Linked DNA regions of Triticum aestivum: region 2 is linked to region 1. Evidence: chromatin contacts called from public Hi-C data. All regions are on one chromosome and are shown on one strand. The core of a region is the stretch at or near the end of the contact, and the rest is flanking DNA. Distances in the headings are between cores, read along the strand shown.

Evidence for each region. A called contact is a pair of places that touch in the nucleus more often than the background predicts.
Region 2: a Hi-C map of leaf shows a contact between it and region 1, with 5 times the contacts expected there. The contact joins the enhancer-like site here to the promoter of LOC123121938 in region 1. A contact is called at or near these places in 3 of 5 Hi-C or Micro-C datasets (all in leaf) and 1 of 1 datasets of contacts at active chromatin or transcription factors (leaf).

What each region holds. Positions count from the first base shown.
Region 1 is chr5D:380,373,442-380,380,663 of IWGSC CS RefSeq v2.1, forward strand. LOC123121938 reads right to left here and starts at 2,009. Exons shown (of 2, transcript XM_044542038.1): 1 at 1,588-2,009. The coding sequence starts at 1,767. It also overlaps the pseudogene LOC123121939.
Region 2 is chr5D:380,695,314-380,702,486 of IWGSC CS RefSeq v2.1, forward strand. No RefSeq gene overlaps it. Among protein-coding and RNA genes, the nearest start is that of LOC123121940, 120 kb to the right of the region's middle. Within about 2 kb of position 1,573, at least 2 of the 8 cell types and tissues checked have an H3K27ac peak or open chromatin away from gene starts, as enhancers often do. A contact at or near this core is called in leaf, where this site is marked.

The DNA of each region.
Region 1 (7,222 bases), core at 759-3,258:
TATTGTTTGTCGCGAGTAATTGTCATGCCGTATATTTTGAGTCACTTGTAAAACTCTATTCTCCTCTTATTTAATTGATGAGGCAAATCTTTTGCCTCCGTTTCGAAAAAAAATATCAAACCAAAAATCATTCACAATGAACCAGAGAGCATAATTCTAAAGCACAACATTTTTCTCTATTAGACACCTTGTTACAGTCAGAAGATACTGTAAGCAGCGTCAAAAAAAGAAAGATACTGTAATTGTTAATGAATTTTGTGCAGTTTGTTGCAGGTTCAAATGTTGGACATCCACAAATTTTGTTTTATAAAGATGCACAGGACACTCTGAAACCATGTGTACCGACCACACAAGCCGTATAATTTTACCCAATTAACTGAATAGTGTGCAGAACTGCAGAATATGACAAGACACCACCACATCTTTCTGATATCACAGCACAAATATGCTTGCAATCCAAATACTATTCTGTATTTCTATGAGTTGCTGGCCAGATCAGAATCCATAGACATGAGCACAACGTGTCGACACATAACAACATTAGCAACAACAGCAAAAAACATGTAGGAAAACAAGTCAAAGGGTGCATTCAATCCGCAAATTAAAAAAACTTCAGCAGTCAATTAACAAGAGAGGCATGTATCTTTCACTGGTGCTAGTCATGCAGGAAAGAAGATAAAAGCACTTCGGTCAGAAGGAATCCCAAATATGGACTGAGCCACAGGCTTCAAGAAATCTACTGCTCTCTCACAACAACATAGTTGTGATAATACTAATAATAAATTAAACCACGGTTTTACTCCTATATTAAGGTAATCCCATGCATAGGCTCACAATTTTACATTCACACCATATCACTAAGGACCTATCATCTTAGCAATAGAAGAACATGACATTTTTTCGAACAAGATAAACCCCCCCTTTACATTTCTTGGAACTGAAAACTATGAGTCGAGCAAGAGTAGTCCCACTCACATCACTACTGTATATTACGGTAATCATAACACCAATTTTCATGCCTTTGCAAGAAGCTGGCTAGTTTATATCGAGTCACTGCCCACCGTAACCAGTGCGCCTGAACCTCTGACCTCGCCCCTTCCATTACTTAGAACCGAGAACTATCATACGAGCAGCAGCAGTCCCACTCACATCACTAATGTATATCACCACCAATTTTCATGCCTGTGCAAGAAGCTGGCTAGTTTACATCCAGTCACTGATTACCGTAGCGTAACCAGTACACCTGAACCTCAGAGACCTCAAAGATGCTCATATTAACTGTAGATGGGTAATTTGCTCCCAAAGCGTAGCAATTACTGATTAATCAACACCTAACATAACAAACACCTTCAATCAAATTTAACTACGTCACTCAAACTTCAAAATTCCTTCAGCAACTACACGTCTACACGAGACCACTGATAAATCTGAAATGCGCCAGCATTCAGCAACCGATCTCTGAACTTACTCTGAAGGCACGATGCGATGGACACCACCACCAACTGACTCAACACCAGGGCATACGCACGGAGATGAATCGGACTGGTGGGAAAGGAGACAGAGAGCACTGGGGGCTGGGATTACTACCTCGCGGCGGGAGAGCTCGGCCTTCCAGGCGGCCTCCCTCTCGGCGACCTCGCGCTCGCGCTCCTGGATGTAGCTCTGCATCTCCCGCTCCTTCATGATGCGGTCCTGGATGTCCGCGTCCAGCGCCTCCTGCAGCTCCTTCACGAACCTGTCCACCACCGCCTTGATCCGCACAGACATCTCGCCCCCTCCTAAGTCCTAACCTACACCGCGCGGGTTCCGCTTCCGCGCTCCTCCTCCTCCTCCTTCTCTTGCCGCCCTCTACTGGTGCCTCCCTCCGGCGATACGCATGGACGGCTCGCCGGCTGGCTGGCTAGGGTTCCGGCGTGGCGAGGTTGGTGGGCGCCGCAAGTCTCGTGCGCCGATGGTGTCTTCTCTTGGCCGTCTTCTCGTTTGGGCTGTAGCGCTGCTGCTGTGTGGAAGAGAAGATGTGGGACCCAGCAACAGCGAGCCGACCCAGCATCCGGACGCCTCCTGTGATCTCTCAACCGTCGCCTTCGCCTGAAGACGTATTCTCTAAAGACCGTAAACCTGATCTGAAGACGCACTCGATGGCAAAACCCACTAGAGAAAGACTAGGAGCAGCACAGGAAAAATTGCAAAAAATAAAAAAGTCCAAACAGAAAAACCATCAGCATCACGGCAGCAGAAAGATTAGCAATACCACAGGAAAACTTGCAAAAACAAAAACCAAAAGGAAAAACCATCAGCATCACAGACATACACACAGCAGAGAACAACCAAATGTCAAAGGTTCATAAATTTATGATAACCACCGGTTAAACTCGACGACGACGACACGACGATAATCCGACACATTAATCCACGACATCCGGGCTAACAACAATCCACGACGACACATTAAGCAGTTCAACGCCTAAACAAACAGTCTCGACCACGAGATTACGCTAAGGCAACGGTAACATCTAGTTCAGGTTTTTTTTTCTTCTTCTGCTTCAGAGTTCTACGTCAAGCTGGTCACTGACGACGACGGCATGCAGACTGACACTGAGCTCACTTCCAGGGCATGCTGGACAGGCCGCTGTTGCTGGGAGTGGCCGCCGCCGGGACGCCCTGGTTCATCGGGCTCCCGGAGGACTCGCTCAGCGTGCCCCTGGACGGCGGGCTGTTCTGGGCCATCCCGACGCTGATGGGAGCATGCGCGAGAGGCGGCACGGCGATCGGCGCCGGCACGAAGCTCGGCGTCATCCTCGGTGGCGCGGATGCCGGTTCATGTGCAGCAGCAGCGGCGGCGGCGTGCTTCGGCGCCTTCTTCTTCTCGGCCACGGTGTTGAAGGTTCCCACCACAACCTGTGGGAGTGCAAGGATAGCACTGGTTAGTCATTTCTCTAGTGTACTATGACTAGTGAGAAATAAAATCATGAACCAACATTCAGGTTTGGACAGTTTCCCAGAATTTCAGTCAGAGGGGCATGCCCTTTTCAAAAACAGCATGAAACGAAAATCCAGGAGACAGATCATTGTGCTAACATCCTTGGCATGAAGCAGTGAAGAAACTGAATAATTCTGCTAATATACTGAATTCATTTCACTTTGGGCTAGGAAAGACAAGCAATTTTGATGCACAAGCTACACATGTACAGCTGTGCATCAAACGATTGCTAATGCACTCAAAGCAAAATTATGCAAAGAATTTTTCTTGCTAATAGAGAGCTGATCTAGTAGGTGGATGCCAATGATGTGGAAACTCTAGGGAACTAACTGTAAATAGCAGTCTGGCTATTGAGGAATATAATCATGAAGCAGCATTCAATTTTCAGCAGTGTGCACAGAATATCAGTCAGAGAGGCATGGACTTTACATACACATCATAAACCAAAACACAGGAGACAGACAGTTGTGCTAGAATGCTCATATCCTGAAAGCGAATTATGCACAGAATTTTACTTTTCGCTAGTATATGAGATAGAAAAGATTGACAAAGTAACCTAAGTAAAGCTATTATTCTCAGTTTGAAGCAGTAAAGAAACTGAAGAATGCTAACACGCTGGGACGAAAAGATGCAAAGAATTTTACTTTTGGCTGTATTGGCATATGCAATGTAGAAAGTTTCATTAGGAATGCTATGTATGAAAGTGAAACTATGGCTGCATATATATGATTTACTGAGATTTGAGGTTGGTGTGAAAGAACAGACCTGAATAGGTGTGCAGGCAATCAGGAGTCCAGCAATTCCGCCACCCAAGACGCGGCCATCAGGACTTGCAAGTGAAACACTCAGCCCACCGGTTCGGCTACGATGGCCTCCAGTCTCTTGCACGGTGAACGATCCGGACAGCGACAGTATCTCAAATCGGCCCTGTGGCAGAAAACAAGAAGAACCATCAGTTACAAACCTGTCGTAGACAAGCCGTCCACAGTGATTCCAACACAACTACCATTTCAGTTTTTGAACTTTTGTATATTGGCAATTGCCATTTCATCGAAAGAGATGCATTATCTCGAATAAGAAGTGCATACCTCGTATGTGACCGTCCCACCTGAAGTGGCAGATTGCCGAAGGGTCACGTTTGAAATGGCGCCATTTGCTGAAAGAACAACAACTGCACGAACTCCATGCTGCGCAAATGACAGGATCTTTGCAGCCACATCCTGCAATGCAGCACTCAAAGTTATTCACAAGTGTTGTGGATAATTTGTAGTTACGATGTGAAAATGCACACCTTTTTGGTATGTGCTAAGGATGACATGCGAAAATACATATTATGACAGACACTGCAACAATGTAAATATGGGATTGAGGAGGAATCTTTACTACCTCTCCAGCTTGAACAGCAATGACATGTGGAGTGAAGCCAGCTCCTGCAGTCCCTGCAGAGATACAATTTCACCAAGAACATGATCAAACACTCGTGTAGATCTCAGAAGAAGCAGGGCGACACATTTTAAACTTCAGTCAAACAGACATGTAAGGCTTCAGTTCAAAAGTTCAATTTCAGCTGGGTGATGAAACTGTCAGGCAATAGGGATCCTTAACTATGCATTTTTTCAAAAATCACTGCAAGTATTCAATTAAGCTTGCCTGTACTACATACACAGTAAAGAGGCTACAGTTTGAAAAGCAAGAAGGGTACAGCAGTAATTTCCACCTGCAGTCTGCACGCAGTACAACACCCCAGATCTAGTCAAAGCTACTCAGTATGTCCAGAGGCTAGGCAGTAAATTTCGAATTTCTAAACAGGTAATTAAATTAAATAAAGAGGAGGTAAATAATTCTTCTAATTGCTTCACAAAAGTAATTAAAACCGTAATAACAGAAAAATGGAGAAGTTCAGAGAGATTTACCGATGAAAGCAAGCGCAGACATGACCTTGTCCTGCTTCTTCACCTTGTTGGTGGAGCCCTTTGGGCGACCCCGCTTCTTCATCCCCACCGGTGGCACCGCCAGCACGCCGCCCGCCGCCGGTTTGCCGGCCGGCGCCGAGAAAGCCCCGGAATCACCGGGCGCCACCGCCGTCGGCTCCCCGGGCATGGGCACGGGCACCAATGCCAGGGACGTGGAGCCGTCGTCGCCGTACTTCATTGCGCGGCCTCCTCCTCCATGTTGAGCTCGAACGCCGGCCCGCCATTGCCCCCCGCAGCAGCCGCGTCGGGGCCAGCCGGCATGTCGAGGCCAGCGCCTCCCCCTGGCTGGTACGCCTCCGCCGGCGGCGGAGCTGAGCCCGGCTTGAGGAAGTAGGCGTTGCCGTCCTCGCCGTAGGTCATGCGCATGTTGGGCACGGGGCCGGAGGACTGCGGCGTGGGCGGGCTGTTGGGCAGCCCGAACGGTTCCCTCCCGGCCATCCCTCCCTGCTGCTCCTGCGACGCCCTCACCTCCATCATTCCTCAAAAAAAGCAGAAGCGAAGCTCCTACCCAGAACAAGCAAGCTCGGCAGCAGCTATAAGAAAACCATAAACCCCACGCCGCGCGCGCAGAGCTCGAAATCTTTGACGACGAACAGAGCTCGCAGTATCTTGGGACGAGTGGGGCGAGGCCGCAAATGACGGGAAAAAATGAGGAGAAAACGGGAGCAAGAAACGGTAAACCAGAACGAAATGGAAAAATAATGCGGGGTGGTTGGTAATCCAAGCCCCGGCGAGAGGATTTGGCAGACCAGGCGCAGAAATTACAGATCCCCCGCCCGAGCGAGGGCGCGGCAAAATCACCGAGAAATCACCGCAAACCAGGATAATACCGCGAAAATACGGACAAAAGACAAAGAAAATAATCAGTCAGGAAACACAAAAGCAGCAACAAAGCGAAGCTCTCGGCTGCACGCTCGTACTGCGCGCGGGGAAGACGGAGCTCGGGGGCGCTCGCTCGCTCGCAGGCCACTCGAACGACTGCGGACGGGGAGGAGAGGGGGCGAGAAATTTGGGGATTTCGCTTATCTCCTACGTAATTTGGGAGCCCTCACGAGCTCTCCTCCCAATTTCGTTTCTTTTTCCTTCTTCTTCTTCTTTTGCTTTTCTTTCTAAACTCCCCCGCTCTCACGTAATCTTTTGAGAAAAGAAAAAGGGATTAAATTTGCCGGGGGGATTAAAAACGGGCAGGTAAGTGAGGCGCGTCAGGGCTGCATTGGTAAGGAAGGATCTACATTATTTGACCCCCCCAGGGCACTTATTATATTTACTTTGTGACCTCCTCTGCTTTTGGCTTTATCCGACCCTGTGTGTATTTTTTTTCCTTTTGCTGTTGTCTGTTTTTCACTGTGCACATGGACCTAACCCAAAGCCGTTCCCCTCCCTACCACCACATGCCAACTGGATAGCAAAGCCAATAATAAAATACACATAGCATGCATTGCTTTGACCAGACTAGTATGTGTTTCAAAAAACTTGACCAGATTCATATGTTAACCAAAGGATTTCGCATGGTTGGTTTGTCTATGGAAGGGTTTCACCACATCAATAAGTTTTTAAAAAGGTTACGACTAATTTAATCGTCTAATGAGATTTGACCACATGCAGTTGTCCCAAAAATGTTCGGGCAAGAATTGGACTTTTTTTACGGCGTTTTGACAAGATGAACATTTTCAAAGGAATTTCACTACGTCCATTTTGAAAAAAAAATGATTTGACAATATTCTTATATGCTGAAAAAGGATTTGATCATTTTTATATGTTTTCAATTTGTTTACCAGATCTATACTTTTGAATGGTTTTGACTAAATTGTCATGTTCTCAATGGATCTTTTTCCACATGCAAACATTTTGAAAGGGTTTGGCCAGATCAAGACGAAGGATTTGACAAGATCCTTGATCTAAAATGGGATTTGACTAGATCCATGTGTTTTGAAAACACTTTGACCACATTGTATGCTTTTTTAAGTATGTCAATAACCATAACATTTCAAAGCGGTTGGACCAGATCCATATGTTTTCAGAAAAGGTTTGACTAAGTTATACGAGAATTAACACCTATCACATATATTGTCGTGGCAATAATTATTTAGATCATGCTAGGTGTGAATACGTATTGTTATATATGTGCAATATTCTTGAGAATAGCATATAAAGGTAGTACGAATAAATGATCATGACTTATCACTGCAGTCAAGGTAAACATCATTGTGTAAAATCTGATAACTATGGAAAAGGGTTGAACTATATACCTTTTATAATTCGTGGGGAT
Region 2 (7,173 bases), core at 323-2,822, 320 kb after region 1:
GAGCACGGGAGATTGAGTGCATGCCAAGAATTAGCCTGCAACTCGAATAAAGTTCCGCGCTTTATTTATACCGCCACACCTTTATCTAGCTTGTCCAGCACGTGTCGTTTGCATCGGGTTTACCGCTCTCTCTGACTTTAGTTACGAACTTGAACTTGATTAACATTTTTCTATTACCTTTCCTAACGCTAGTTAGTATGGTTTGGTTTGTAGTTTAGGATGGTGGTTATTTTTGCCGTCTAGACTCAGTAAAAACAACCCGGTAAGAGTAAGTCCAACTTCTAAATCATAAAAAAAAAAATAGGAGTAGTAGTCTAAGAGGAATATCTGGGAATAAACCCCGTGTAATTTACTATCCCATTGCCCCATCTGAACTAACTGAAACCATATTTAATTCCGGGGCGTGATGTGAAATCGGGACATAGTCAGGCCGGTTTGGATTGTCGCACACTCATACTGCTGCCACACGCTGACGTGCTCAGCTGTGGCATTGTTTTTGCCAGACATAAATTTGCTGACGACGCTCAAGAAAAGACACATTTGATATTTACTATCATGGATTAGATTGGTCTCAGATTTATCATCACCAAAAGCATCAATCCCCTGCATACGTCATCGAAAGAGATCGTAACTTTGCTCGCGACTGCAAAAGCCCGCAGTAATAATTTCCTTCCCAAGGAGAAACTGAATGAATTAGTAGTAAAGAATCTGCAGATGGTGCAGTGCAGGAGTACAATATTTTTCAAAATGATAGGGTATTCTGTCAAGAGATCCGTTGGGGAGTTAATGGCAGTCCGATCAAAGAGCAGTTAGGCAGTGGCGCCACAGGCCACTGACAGCAGTATTAACTGCGACCTGCCGAGAAGAGGTAGGGGGATAGAGTCGTAGAGGGATCGACCGATTTAACACGGGCCAGATTGAAGGCAAAGGCTAGGTGAAATCATTGACTGCATCTCGCTGGTGGCACAGGGCAGAGGCAGAGGCAGCGGCAGCGGCAGCTGTCTCTGGAGCCAGCCGGCCGGAATATACCCGGCTTTTTCCGTGAAAGGGAAGGGGAATATACTGCGGCTCGGGTGGCTACGTACGGTACGCATGTCTACGTGTGTGGCTGCGGCTTCTACGTACCGTACCGCTCCAGCGCAGCGCAAGATCATGGATCGATCTCCTCGCCCAGATGGCACCACCGCCATTCGACATCTGTGCGCTACTGCAGTTCGCTCATGGCTTCATCAAAGAGAAAATACCACAATGTGCGTCTCTGTTGTTTCGGTATCCTGTTTGTCCGTCGACCAACTTGCTTCTTCTTCTTTTTCGAGTGGTGGTGACCAACTTTCTTCTTTACGCAACGTATAAGCTCTCTGTATTCCGACGAGGTTTCGTCATCGTTATCGTCAGAAAAAAAAAAGAGAAAGTATGGGACGGATTTTTTTCGTTCATCGGGAGAATAAAATTATTCACCGTGCCGTGAAACGCGTCTTCACTGGCCGAAAGCGTGCGGCAAGCACACACAGTGATGTTGGCGTGCACTTGGGACAACCTTTTTCCCCCTTAACAAACAGGAAGCTACCCAAGCAAAGCGAGGGCCAAATACCTACTCCCAACAAGCCAAATTGGAACAGGTGCCTGCACGTATTGCGCCTTGCCTCCATTTCGTTTTCTCCTTTTAAAGAAAGAAAATTTTCCAACTAGTCGACGGCTCCAAATTTCTCACGGCATCTTTCGACGCGCGGCCGGACGTCTATTTTCGCGCGTCCTGTCCCGGCGTGCCTTGTTTATTAGTGCGGGCGAGCTTATCCTCGAGAGACAAACAAATCTTTATCAAAGCAATTTCCATTTCCCTTCCCTTCTCCTCGGTCGACGCAAGCGTGAGCGTGAGGGAGGGATAAGAACAAAACAAAAGCCACAGTTCCCCAGGAAAAATAATCTCTTCTTTACTCGCAGCTGATGGAATCTTTGTGTTATTTTACTAGTAACAGCCCAAGTGAGAGAAGACAGTGAGAAACAGATGGGTCGCATGGAGTCTTTCTGGCCACAAATCCTCCACTCCTACTGTAGTGTTCAAACCAATTATTGGTGGGCAAGCTGGGAAAAAGGTGGAGAAAAACCGACCATTTATATTGACTATTCCTATTTTTTGCACTTTTTTAAATTGTTGTCAAGAAAAGAAAAAGGTATGTCTAGGGGGTATGCATCACATGCAAAATTAGGTACTAGAGCATTTTCTCCTGTTAGGCGGGCAGACCTTTATTTGAAAATCTGGGCCTGCTGACGAAAAACGGCAAATAGTAGCAGTGCTGCAGTGGTATACTTGACTCGGACACATTAAAAGGAGATTGGTCCTGCTAGGCAGGAAAAAAAGGGTGGTGTACTCAATATTCAATTCTAGTGGCATGAAATCATTGTTTGTATTGATCGCGATAATGATGTAGGGATGGGGCCAAGTGGCGTGTCAGTTTCAGAGGTAACCAATACGTTGGGGGCAAAAAGTCTCAACTAATATAGACTATTAAAAACTAATGCAAGACAGGACTATCAACACTGCTTTTTGGAAAAGAAATCATTCAGTCTGCCTCCAATTGAGCATAGGGACATACTGTCAAATCAGAATATGGAGAAATAACAACAGAATGATGACCAACGGAAAAGAAAAGAAAAGAAAAAGGAAGCCTAGAGGGAGGAGCCCCCCCCCCCCCCCACCCGTCAGTGAGTGATGGCGCTCGGCCAACGCATTTTTACACAAAACACCCTTGCTTTTTTATTCGCGGGAAAAGCCGATCACTGCTACACATTCTTGCATAAAACCCCTCACAATTTTTATTTGCAAAAAGCCCACCACTATACTGCTCATAGATGCGAAAAATTAACACAAAAGGGGGGCCGCCAGGTCTCAAACCTGTCACTTTAGAACACGAGCCAGTCTAGCCACTGCAGCCTTCACGTTTGGATGTCTAATATGTTACAAATATTGTACATACAAAAAATACTTTACTTTAAAATTGTTCATGTATTATTTTGAAAATATTCATATATTACTTTAAAATTGTTCATGTATTATTATAAAAATGTTTGCATAGTTTATACTAATACAAATACATTTAAAATTACAATTCAAAAATATTATTTTAATTATACAAACATTTCAATAATTATACGCACATTTGTATAGTTCAATGTTTGTATACTTAAAATATTCATAATTTAAAATTAAACTATTGATATGTATATTCAATTGTGTCTAATATTTAAATCTTATATTTTTTTAATATAAGTCATGAGTAAAAATTATACAAAGTGAATATTCGTAAATATTTAGTAAATGTTCATATTCACCATTTTGCATAATTTAAATATAAGTCACGAGTGTATAATTGTTTTTCTATTCAGTGAACATATTTATTTAATAAACATTTATATGTTCATATTGAAAAATATTTTATATATAATACGCAGGTTTGTATTTATTTATTTTATTTAGGAATCATCATTCTATGTATAATAATTTTAAAACACAAATATTTGAACATGATTTTTACTTATGTTTTACAAATATTTTAAAGGTTTTTATTACTTACATTTTACTAAACATTTTTATATAATACACAGGTTTATATTTAAAAGTTTTTAATTATTAATCGATGTATGTTGTATACGACTTTCAACACGCAAATATCTGAACATAATTTTATTTCTTATGTCCTACAGATATCTTAAAAAAGTGCGTGCAAAATGGCAGCAGTATCTGCAGGCCATTTAAGCTCCGCATGCGCTCATGTCAATACATATAATTTTGTTGCCACTTAAGAAAAAAACATATAAGTTTGTTATCCACATTAAACATTTGAATGTGAAGGATGGGGTGGCTAGACCAGCTAGTGTCCTAACCGTGGGTCACCGGACTTGCCCCCCCCCCCCCCCCCCACACACACACTTACCTTTTTGTGTTAATTTTCGCATCTATGAGCGGTATAGTGGTCGGTTTTCTGCAAATAAAAATGCGAGGGGGTTTTGTGCAGAAATGTGTCACGACTCCCAATGGTCTGCTTTTTCCACAAATAAAAAAATACTAGCGTGTGTTTGTCCAAAAATGCTTCAGTCGAGCGCCATCGGTCCTTGACAAATGGGGCCATATACACGGATACGCCCGCATACACGTTTGCGGCTGCATCTCTACGTTTGAGTCAAGTTAAGTGACTACAATTCTGCATTTTTAAAGTTTTAGAACCAAACTAAATATAGCGCAAGTTTTATGACTCCCAGAGATATTGACTCAAAAATATAGTACTAGTTAAGGATTTTGTTTGAAATTGCTTATCTCCTTAATAAAAAGCATGTACATAAAAAGATAAAACAAACGATGCTAGTGGAAAAACTACGTGTTATAGAAAAAAAAACTTTGATCACACGCATGTGCTCTAACCACCGGTCACTGCTCGGTTCTGAAATAGCGAGATGTGTACCTCCTCATCTTAGAACTACCAACCATGCATGAAGTATGCAACAAAAAACCAATTTTAAGTAGAATAATGGAGTCTTAGTTTTATTTTGTCATGAGGCAAACATTGATTTTGATTTGATTATATTTATTACAATTTTATGTTTTCTTCCAATTCGTACAAAACAAGCAGCCAAGTTTGGAAAAGATATTGTGTTTTCAAGAGTCTTATACTTGAGAGTGGAGCTCTGGACCCCGAGCTCCATGGAGCTTGAAAAAAATCAACCTTTTAAGTTCAAAAAATCCTGAAAAATACCCACATGTACATAGGGATGTGAGCATTATCTCTGTAGATTTTCATTGTGAAGTACATATTGATGTGGTCTAAAAAAATTGATCAAACAAAATCATAATCATGTTTTCTTTGCAACTCACATTAGAGCATCTACACCCGGACCTCTCAAGCCCGCATCATACGCCCGGGCGGGCCGCCCAGTCACTGTCCGGTCACGAAAATCTGACCCAGATGGGAGCCTCAAACGAGCCCAAATATGAGGCCGATATGGGGGCGCCCGAGCACGCTTGCCGACCCCGCTGCAGGTCATAGCGGTCCCACCTGCATAATGGGGATGAAGCATGAAAATCAAAAAAATTCCTACGAACACCCAAGATCTATCTAGGAGAAGCATATCAACAAGAGGGAAGAGTGTGTCTACGTACCCTCGTAGGCCGAAAGCGAAATTGTATATAACACAGTAGATGTAGTCATACTCTTCGCAATCCGATCACAATCCAACCGATCTAGTGTCGAACGGACGGCACCTCCGAGTTTAGCACACATGCGGCTCGATGACGTCTCCTCCTCCTTGATCCAGCAAGTGAAGGCGGAGAAGTAGATGGGATCACAACCAACACAACAACATGGTGGTGACGGTGGTGGTGGAGTCGGAATACTGGCAGGGCTTCGCTAAGCAAAAAACCATGGACAAGAACTATGCCGGAAGGGAGAGACGGGGCAGCAGTCAAGGCCAATGTTTTGGGGTGCCTTGCTGCGGCCCCTCATGGGAGAGGACTTGGACTCCAAGTCCATCCTATTCCTTACTAGGACTCCCATTTTTTCCCTTCCCTAGCCACATGGTCTTTTGAGGACTTGGTGCGCCTAGCCCAATAAGGCCAGGGCACCTCTCCTCAGCCCATGCCAGCCCTTGGGACGTGGTGGACCCACTTGTGGACTTCCGAAATCCTCCGGAACCTTCTGGAAGCTTCCTGGTACAATAGCAAAAAAACTGCACCTTTTTCCGGAACCCAAAATATGACTTCCCATATATAAATATTTACCTCTCGACCATTCCGAGACTCGTCGCGACGTCTGGGATCTCATCCGGTAATCCGAGCAACATTGGGGTACCGATCATCAAATAACCCAATACTACTCTAGCATCAACGAACGATAAGCGTGCGACCCTGTGGATTCGTGAATAATGTAGTCATGACCGAGACACCTCTCCTGTAAATAACTAATAGCGGGACCTGGATGCCCATATTGGTTCCTACATATTCCACGAAGATCTTTTATCGGTTGAACCACGATGTCAAGGATTTGGTTAATTCGCATGCAATTCCCTTTGTCCAGCGATATGTTACTTGCCCGAGATTCGATTGTCGGTATCTCCATACCTAGTTCAATCTCGTTACCGGCGAGTCTCTTTACTTGTTCCGTAATACAAGATCTTATGACTAACTCATTAGGCACATTGCTTGCAAGATCTTTACGATGTTGTATTACCGAGAGGGTCCAGAGATATCTCTCCGTCACACGGAGTGACAAATCCTAGTCTTGATATGTGCCAACCCAACAAACACCTTTGTTGATATCTGTAGAGCGCCTTTATGATCACCTAGTTACGAAGTGATGTTTGGATACACACTAAGTATTCCTCTAGTGTCAGGGAGTTGCACGATCTCATGGCCTTAGGAATAGATACTTGACATGAAGAAAGCTGTAACAATAAACAGATACGATCAACTACTAAGCTTACGGTTGGGTCTTGTCCATCACATCATTCTCCTAATGATATGACCCCGTTATCAAATGAAAACTCATTTCTATGGTTAGGAAACCTTAACCATCTTTGATCAACGAGCTAGTCTAGTAGAGGCTCACTAGGGACATAGTATTTGTGTATGTATTCATGCATGTATTTAAGTTTCCGGTCAATACAATTCCAGCATGAATAATAACCTTTATCATGAACAAGGAAATAAGATAATAACCAATTTATTATTGCCTCTAGGGCATATTTACAACAGTCTCCCGCTTGCACTAGAGTTAATAATCTAGTTTACATAGTCTTGTGATGTTTGCTTGAACTACGTCGGTATTTCCCCAAAGAGCAAGGGATGATGCAGCACAACAACGGTAGGTATTTCCCTCAGTGATGAGACCAAGGTTATCAAACCAGTAGGAGAACCATGCAACACTACGTGAACGGAACCTGCACACAATAACAAATACTCGCAACCCGACGTATTAAAGGGGTTGTCAATCCCTTTCGGGCAATAGCGCCAGAAATTGGCAAGTGGACATGAGAAAGTTGTAATAAATTGATAGATAGATCGCCAAATAAAATAAAGTGCAGCAAGGTATTTTTGTATTTTTGTTTTAATAGATCTGAAAATAAAAGCAAATAAAATAGATCGCAAAGGCAAATATAACAAAGAAGAGACCCGGGGGCCGTAGA